2 separate regions of the Capra hircus genome follow, and region 1 is linked to region 2. A link is a contact called in public Hi-C data. All regions are on one chromosome and are shown on one strand. Each heading gives the region's core, a stretch centred on a gene start, on an enhancer-like site or on the middle of the called end of the contact. The rest is flanking DNA. Distances are from core to core; before and after follow the strand shown. Region 1 overlaps UXS1 (UDP-glucuronic acid decarboxylase 1). Region 2 has its middle 29 kb from the start of UXS1.

Region 1 (4,537 bases), core at 983-3,482, 76 kb before region 2:
AGATGCAGATAGACACTCGGTGACCCAGGATGTTTCCTCTCTGCTAGAAACGAACACAGGCCCCTCCATCACTATGGCGGTAGTGACCACATCCCAACTCCCCCTCTGATGACACACGTCTCTGCCTATTTGGAATGAAATTGAAAGCTGCTGTTCAGTAGCATCCATGGGTTTTTAACACTGAAATGGAGGGGGAGTGATCCCCATACTAAGCTGGAAGGTGATAGCATCATGCAATCATTCGGTGGAGGTGGAGATGAGGCATGCATCTTTTATGCAACAAACCATCCACTTCTAAGGTCAGAGTTGCATAGATTATATCCATTTAACCTGAAGTTCTTTTAAAGTGTCATTTTGACAAAGCTACTTTTTAAGACAACACTGCATTGCCTCTGTGATGGGGTGAGGATGCAATCTGCCTACGAGAGCACCAGGCACAGACAGGACAAGACATCGGCGCACAGGCCACCCTGAGACCCCAACAGTCACTCAGAGACTGTGCCATGCTGCTTCAAGGCAACCGTGGATTTTGGAAATGGGTAACTTAGTTCAGCAATGCAAGGTCCCGACACTGTGCCTTTTGATTAGTAACTGTGAAGTAGAAGAGTCTCAGTTTCTATAAACTAGCTTATTTAAAACAGCCTAGCCCTGGTGAGCTGACCATCTTGGCCAAGCCTTGAACAAGGTAGAGTGGAGGCCAGGGAAGCTCGTTCCCCAAGTTTGGGGAGGTCGGGGAAGCCTCATGTATCAGGGCCCAGTGACCCCAGAAGCAAGACCAGCAGACAGCAAAGCCCCATGAAGAGATATTCTGCCCAGAAGGTCCCCAGAAACACTCCAGTGACCGCATCAAGGTCTCTAAAACACCAGACACTGGTGTCTGGTCAGTAAGGGGCACATAGGCTGTACAGGGTGGGCAGCAAGGCGTGTCCTGTCCTGGCTGGGACAGAATGCAACCCACGTATCACGTAATGCTTAAAAGACTTTAACCATCAGCAAAAAAAAAGCACCTGAGAGGCTACTTTAAATGATTTCATATCTGATTGATGCCTTTGAAATAAGAATGTGTTTTGATTGATGTCTTGTTTACTGTACAGACTCTGGAATATTCCACGAGGTGGTATGGCTGGAGGAGTCTGGGAGCCTTGATGAGGCTGTTGGAGGAGATTCAATGTGACTAAGATGCCAAGATCCCTGAGAAGTGCGCAGAGGGGTGGGGGGTGGGATGGAGATGTTTCACTAAAGCAGGTGGTATCTGATGCAGACACACCCCTCCCCCCAGCAGTCCCCACACTGACACAGACCTCGCCCATTCCCTCAGCGTGCATGGCTCTGGGGTCAAGTGCCCTGACCTGGAAACAGGCTGCTAGGTTGTGCTCAAATCCCTTCTTAGAATATTTGGGCAACAAAGTGGGCCAGTGACAAGATGGTCTCAGGCACTTTGCCCTCCTGGCCAACATACTAACAGGTGTGAGAAAAAAACACTGCTCATTATATACATTTACTCACAACGTTCCTCTGGACTAAATGTGAAAACTCACAAACACTTGCATGGGAAAAAAAAAAATCTACAGTGGTTACATGTTTAATTTTTTCTCTCTTTTAAGCCAGGCAAAAGTTAGGGTGACTCCCTGGGCCGGGGTGGGGCTGGTGGCTACCTGCCTCCACTTCCCCTGACAGCACCCCCGGGGTGGCCACAGGGCACCAGGAATGGCGTTTCCTAGTGCACAAGGTACCAAAACACACAACTAGCATGTGCCCAGTGATTCAGGACACCACAGAACGATGCAGGACTCACCACCTCCTGGCACGTGGGAGAACAGTCTGGAAGATGTAACTGCTCACACAGTAACTCTTAGAACCTAGACTGCACTGTAAAACTTGTCACCAACCAAACTGGCTGACAAAAAAGCTAGATTTAGGAGGATGACCTAGAAAATGTAAATATTACCTGCAAGATAATTCAACAAAGTTATTAAAAATGCCTTTAACTGCGTGTAGTTTTGACACCACACTCCTTGACAATACGACACTCGGCCTTATCTTTCCCTCAATGATGACGATCTCGTCCACCCAGGAGGCCGTGTCCACAGGGTCTGATTCCAACATCTGCGAGCCTGCTGGATGCAGAGGCCAGCGCCTCACCAGGCTGACCTGGAGCCCCCGGGTGGCCGGCAGGGCCGGTGGGTCTGCCGACCAGACACTAGGGGGCAGCAAGGGACCAGCACGTCTGACCTCCGCTCACAGAGATCCCAGGCACCCACGGAGGAGCAGAGCAATCAGTCCCGCCAGAGGCGGAGCAGCTCAGATGGGAGCTGCGCCCGGAGTCTTACCTGACGTACTGGAAGGCCCTCGTCTGCGATCCAGATCCGTACACCTGCGGGGAGATGACAGTGAGGGTCCTGAAACCGCAGACAGGGACCTCAACCCTGATGCCCTCGGGATCCAGAGGCTGCGGCTCCAGGCCCTGCCAGGTCACGTGGGAGAGGGTCCAGCCCCCATGGATGACACCCCAGGGTCCTACTGTGGGAAGGCCGCCACCAGACCTGGAACCTCCCCCAGAGGCACCTTGAGGGGCCCTGAGTACAGAGACACCCCTCCCAGGGGGAGCGGCCAAAAGCATGTAGAGGGGTCTTCACAGGCAGACCCTGCGCCCAAGGCACCAGGGTGTCTGTGGCTGGGGACAGGGTAACCTGAGCCCGTCCTCAGTCACAGCTCCCAAAGGCTCCCTCCCTCCCTCCCTCCGAGGGCAGCAGGGACATGGGACTCAGGGCCAGCTCCCCTGGATGGGACGCCCTTACTCCGAGCCCCCCCAGAAAACATCCCCACGCCCGCCTGCTGGCCACGCACTGTGAGCGGCTCCCCCTGCAGAGCCTGCAGGATGAAGTTGCTGACCACCCGGCCATCATTCATGTGCATTCGGGGCCCGAAGGTGTTGAAGATCCTGGCCACACGCACTTCCACGCCCTCCTGCAACAGAGAGAATGTGAGCCCCATGCCTCGTGGCTGCTCCTTCTGGATACAGGGGTCTTGCCCTGCACACACGGGATGTGTGTGCTCTGTAATTAAGCCTGGAGTCTGCAGAGTCACCCCAAACTCACAGGAGCCCCTGTGAGTGAGCCCCTGATGTGAACACACTGCAGAAACCCGAGGCAGTTAATCGGGGCAAGAGGAAATGATGGGTGTACATTTTTTGCCCCAGGAAATAAGTATCTATTTTCTCAACAAGCATCATGCTATGCATCTATTTCCCAATCTCTTTCACATAGTTTTGTGTAAATTCATCACTCAACAGATTTAAACGTCAGTGAATGTTTAACAGCTGATTTGAAGGAAAGTAAGACAGCACTTTGTCCTGGGAAAGGACCACACTGTACCTACATCCCCTCTGTTCTGCTGAAAAACTCATCTGTTTAGTGAAAAAACAGACCACCTAGCACCTGATACAAGCGATCAGCTCAACGCCTGGGAAGATACACGCTTAACACTGATCACAGCAATGGGAGTCCCACGTGGTGAGATTGTACAACCTTCACTCTCTTCTGCATGTTGTTTCCAACGTTCCTATATTTTCATTACAATAAACATCTATTACTTCTGTAATTGGGGAAAACACACTTTCAAACATGTAATCAGGAAAGTATGTATTTTTTAAACCCCCAAAGCCTTCTGCAAACTATTAATTTCACAGGCTGCTTTGTCAGTGATAACTGTTTCTATCACCTGCTCTGAAACAGTGAACTCTTAGAGCAACCCACCAGACAACAGACATGTGTCTCCTGGACCGAAGGGCCCCCCACCAGGAGTAAGTGAGGGCTGTGGAGAGTGGGGACCCACACATGCCCCCAACCCACAGGGCAGGCCTCGCGGGGGGGCACTTCTAGACAGCTGGGACGCACTGCTCACCTGGGCAGACACAAGTCCTGGGGCAAGTGTGCTGACCAGAACCCACAAGTTACTTGGCACTGTTGGCTCAGACCCCAGTGTCACAAAAACTGCTGAGCCTGTGTCCATGGGCAACTCCTAGACTGGACACCAAGACAGGGATCAGTCTGTACAATGTCCCCAGGGGGATGCCCACTGTCACCCTGCCTGCCACGTGACTTCTGCACACAGGCAACATCATCTGCTTGGGTTCTCGGTGGGCAGCCCTGGCAGGCGGCATCTGCAGCAGATGCGTTGGGCAGTGAGTGACACCTTCTGAGGGCCACCACCCAAAGGACTCCCAGTAGGTACATTACTGTACAGATTTTCAAGAGAGTGTGACTCTCTCAAGACCTGTGTGTGGGCCACAGGTCCTGGCATACAGTCAGTGCTCAATAAATGCTGGCTATGCTGCTACTAAATACCCTTAGTTATTATGAGCTCATCTCTTAATATGTACACTTACAACATTAAGTTACACTACTAATTTTTTAACAAAAACTGCAAGTTCAACAAAAATGACCTATTTGTGCACCATCTTTATTTAGCTCCGAAAAGCCAAGAAATACTCCCACAGACTGAACACAAAAGAAAACAGCCTACAGTCTACAAACTT
Region 2 (4,622 bases), core at 1,680-4,179:
TGGTTTTCCCTACTTTCTGCAATTTAAGTCTGAATTTGGCAATAAGGAGTTCATGATCTGAGCCACAGTCAGCTCCTGGTCTTGTTTTTGCTGACTGTATAGAGCTTCTCCATCTTTGGCTGCAAAGAATATAATCAATCTGATTTCGGTGTTGCCCATCTGGTGATGTCCATGTGTAGAGTCTTCTCTTGTGTTGTTGGAGAGGGTGTTAGTTCTAAAAGGTCTTGTAGGTCTTCATAGAACCATTCAGCTTCTGCCTCTTCAGCGTTACTGGTTGGGGCATAGACTTGGATTACTGTGATATTGAATGGTTTGGCTTGGAAACAAACAGAGATCATTCTATCATTTTTGAGATTGCATTCAAGTACTGCATTTTGGACTCTTTTGTTGACCATGATGGCTACTTCATTTCTTCTAAGGGATTCCTGCCCGCAGATATAATGGTCATCTGAGTTAAGTTCATCCATTCCAGTCCATTTTAGTTTGCTGATTCCTAGAATGTCGATGTTCACTCTTGCCATCTCCTGTTTGACCACTTCCAATTTGCCTTGATTCACGGACCTAACATTCCAGGTTATAATGTGGTTCACTGGAGAAGGGAATGGCAAACCACCTCAGTATTCTTGACTTGAGAACCCCATGAACAGTATGAAAAGGCAAAATGATAGGATACTGAAAGAGGAACTCCCCAGGTCGGTAGGTGCCCAATATGCTACTGGAGATCAGTGAATAAATAACTCCAGAAAGAATGATGGGATGGAGCCAAAGCAAAATCAATACCCAGTTGCGGATGTGACTGGTGATAGAAGCAAGGTCCGATGCTGTAAAGAGCAATAATGCATAGGAACCTGGAATCTTAGGTCCATGAATCAAGGCAGCCCCTCAGTGATGCTCAAATGGCAAAGTCAGAGGCAGATACTCAAGGGTTGTTTAGGGTCCGGCTGTTGTGAGATGTGGGCCCACTGCTGCCCTCTGCTGCTCCTTGAGGAAACTGCACCCATTTTTTTTTTTTTTCCCTGATAACAAAAATGGCAAATATTGTCCTTTGCCCATTAGTCTTTCCTGTCTTCCTCTGCTAATAAGACCCCAATTTTGTAGTGAGCAGGGGATATGGAGGTGTTATTGACACTGGAAGAGTAAAATAAAAGTTATTTCCTTTGCAAAATTTCTCTGAAAATTGCCTGAACGGGGATGTATCTTACAAGGCAGCAAATCAACACAATGCATGATCACAACTGCTACTGTTTTTACATCGACCTTTAAAAAATAATGTTATCTATTCACTTATTTTGGCTGCACTGGGTGTTTATTGCTATGTGGGCTTTCTTCTGGTTGTGGCGAGCGGGGGCTACTCTTTAGTTGTGTGCTCAGGATTCTCATTGAAGTGGCTTCTCTTGTTGCGGAGCACGGGCTCCAGGGCCACGGGCTTCGGTAGCCACAGCATGTCGGCTCAGCAGTTGCAGCTCCCGGGCACAGACTCAGTAGTTGTGGCACATGGACTTCGTTGCCCCACAGCGTGAAGGATCTTCCCAGACTAGGGATGGAACCTGTGCCCCCTGAATTGGCAGGTGGATTCTTATCCTCCATGCCACCATGGATGTCCCACATTGACTTTTTAAGAATGCAGGTTTGAAAATTTTACACCAATTATTTTTCTAAACAAGGGAGCGTCCATCCGTGAAGTTTATCAACGAGGGGCTCAGATGTTAGCACTTTGACCTCAGGTCTCCTTGGTTTATTTATTCTCCTGCTGTCCCTTCAAGAAAAGAAAATGTGTTTGGGTCTTCAAAACTGTATGGACTGCACACATCTCTTACTTCCCAGTAGTTGTCTAGACCCGGTATGAACCACAGTTTCCAGCAAGAAACATGACTTTAATTCAGTGCAACCATGATTGATTGTGTCTTTTCCATGATGGGCACCATCACAGGCCCTAGGGGTAGGAAGATGGATAAATAGGATAGCTTTCCTCCACAAGTTCATAGACGGATGTGAGGGGCAGGTCATAGATATTCGACAACAGAAACATCTTAGCTGCAAAGAAGGCTCACGTCAGTGCTGCTCTTGCCAGATTCTCTCAGCATATCCCCTCTCTTCGGCAGATTCTCTTCTAGACGGAGCTCTGGGTGGCAGGGCAGCCTGTGGCACCAGACAGCTCAGGCAGAGACCTGCATCCAGCACCTCCAGGAGAGCCGGGTGCTGAGAGATCCCTACCCACCCCAGTGCCTGTGCCAGGACCAGGGGGCCCTTGGTCCTCCTCCGGAGGGAGCAGAGAGAAGGCAGGACAGCTCCGGGGGGAGGGCGGGCACTGGTGGGGCCTGCTGAGCTGGAGGGGGCCCTGGGGTGTCTGCAGGGCTGTGTGAGGTGCTGAGAGGTTGGGGTCAGGCACAGGAAGGCCCTAAACCCGGAAAGGAAACTTTCTCCCAAACAGAGATTCCCCACAGGGGAAACTGCCAGTAGAGTTTCTTTAGAAGGAGAAGAGGTCATGGTGACAAAGGAGGAAGAAGGGCAGACTGAAGTGGGGGGAGGGACGCAGAGTGGGAAAAGCATCGGCCCTTCTGTCTGCAAATCACAGAAGCAGGAGAGACTTGCTCTCTGTTCCTGCCCAAACGCGCGGAGACTTTCCGCTAACAACAATGACAATAATACTACTACTACAAGAAACCAAGATGAATCATGGTTAAACCTCCCCAACAGTGTTGTAAGAAATGGACAGTAGGAGGAAAAAAACATCATTTCAGAGGCCACAATGCCTCCTCCTCGGCAGCTGTACATGCAGATGTTTAGGGACAAAGCACTCCGCGAAGCCAGGGATTTGGTCCAGGGAATCCGGGAGATACAGCGGCTAAGCTGTGGCGCTCCGATCGATCCCTTCCGGAGGAGGGGAGAGGCTGGATGCTGGGCACAGGTTTTCCCCCTCACTGGTACATTCTGGCCACGCCCCAGCCCTGCTCCTCCGGCCCCAGAGGTGGGCGCAGGCATCATCTTCAACCCTCTTTCCCTGGGTCCATGTTGTTTCGTTGTTTTTAGTTGCGCAACCTCCTGCATCCGCAGGCACTTTCTTTACCACTAGCGCCTTCTGGGAAGCCTGTGTCATTTGGAAAGGAGAAAAAATCATAAGTTGTACATCAGACGCATTGTTGGAAGCTTTCTAATTTTCTTATGGAAAGGATCCATCAGTGGAGAAGCTGAGATGGTGGAGGACTTTTTCTTGGCAGCAAATGAGAAACTGGAATAATCGGCTCTGGATTTATGGACATATTATAAATGATACGACAATAAACACAGCAAAGCGATGGGTTTTTGAAGCAGCAGCAGCTGTGAAACCCAAAAATATGAGATGGATATTTTTAATCTCAAGTTGATCATGTCATAAACTCTGCTTAGAGATGCTCTATGATCGAACTTCAGAAGGCAAACAATCAGAGAAATGAGTCTTGTACCTTCAAAGGTGGGTGAGAGACTGACTCAGATTCGACGACATGACAAAAATTCATCCAGTTACACATGCTTTTGGCCAATTTAAACGTTTAAATAGTGTTAGCTTGACGGGGACACGAACGTTGGGGCAGATCTGAATTCAGACTAAATCAGGAAAGTGAAATGTCTGCAGAAACCACAAACTAAGTTGTAAATGGTCTTTTTTTTTTTTTTTTTTCATTCTGCACGTCATGTCCAGGGTATCCTGTCAGCTTGGATGTATGAAAACTCCCAAGTAGCCAGCAAAATAAAGAAGGCACCCCTTCACGTCCCAGGGGTCACCTTCTGCCCAGTGTCCAGGTCAAAGCCCTCGCTGACAGGCACAGCTGGCCAGGGTGGCTCCCAGAGAACACTTTTCTGTCTTTACCTCGGGGCCTGGTGAACTTGGTGACCCGGGGTCAGAACTGCCTGGAGGACGTCTCCTGCCCCACGAGCAGAGAGGAGTTGTGCGAACAGACCTGACTGGCTGTTCCTGAGACTGAACAGCTGCTCCCCAGGAGCCGGGGAGGCCAGGCAGTGGTCTGTGTCTCCCGGTGCACCGGTCCCAGGGGCCACATCTACAGGCTGTATCGCGGTCTGCCGGCTGCCTCCCACCTGCATGCACAGAGGATGCTGATGGTGCCAGAGGCCCCTCAGGTGTGGTCCTCCCTAGGTGTTCTGTAAGCTTCTATTGCAAGCACCTGGGGTTCTCCACCGAGAGGTTTCTTTGCCAGGCCCGGCTTGCTCAGAACATTCCAGAAGCACCCAGGAGAAGACACCAGCAGGAGCAGCCTTCGGCCATGCTGGTGAAAACTGAGGCTGCAATGTTGGTTCCCTGCTCCTCAGGAGGAAGGAGGCTGTCCCCCTGGGCTGGTAGGAGCACACCAGGAGTCCATCGAGGGGTTTGCTCTTGAGCACACGTTCTATGGACTCCTTCAAAAGGGCTTCATTTTCAGATACGTTTATAGATTTTCACATAAGAATTCAGAAACATTTTTTTTTGTCCAGCCATATATTCATTTTTCCCTTAAAAATATGGTACCTGTAATATCAAGTTTTATTTCTCCCATATAAGTTTTATACATATATATAATATACATATTTTGTATATGCCAGTATGGTATGTATATGCTTATTTTTTATTTAATATAATATATATAATG

Evidence for each region. Hi-C and Micro-C count contacts between places; a contact is called where the count stands out from the background.
Region 1: a Hi-C map of blood shows a contact between it and region 2, with 4 times the contacts expected there. The contact joins two enhancer-like sites. A contact is called at or near these places in 2 of 5 Hi-C or Micro-C datasets (both in blood).

Annotation. Positions count from the first base shown.
Region 1 is chr11:45,351,191-45,355,727 of ARS1.2, reverse strand. It overlaps UXS1 (UDP-glucuronic acid decarboxylase 1), which reads right to left. Exons shown (of 15, transcript XM_018055321.1): 10 at 2,848-2,967; 11 at 2,331-2,374. Among named protein-coding and RNA genes, the nearest start is that of UXS1, 47 kb to the right of the region's middle. Within about 2 kb of position 2,232, at least 2 of the 5 cell types and tissues checked have an H3K27ac peak or open chromatin away from gene starts, as enhancers often do.
Region 2 is chr11:45,275,333-45,279,954 of ARS1.2, reverse strand. No RefSeq gene overlaps it. Among named protein-coding and RNA genes, the nearest start is that of UXS1, 29 kb to the left of the region's middle. Within about 2 kb of position 2,929, at least 1 of the 5 cell types and tissues checked has an H3K27ac peak or open chromatin away from gene starts, as enhancers often do.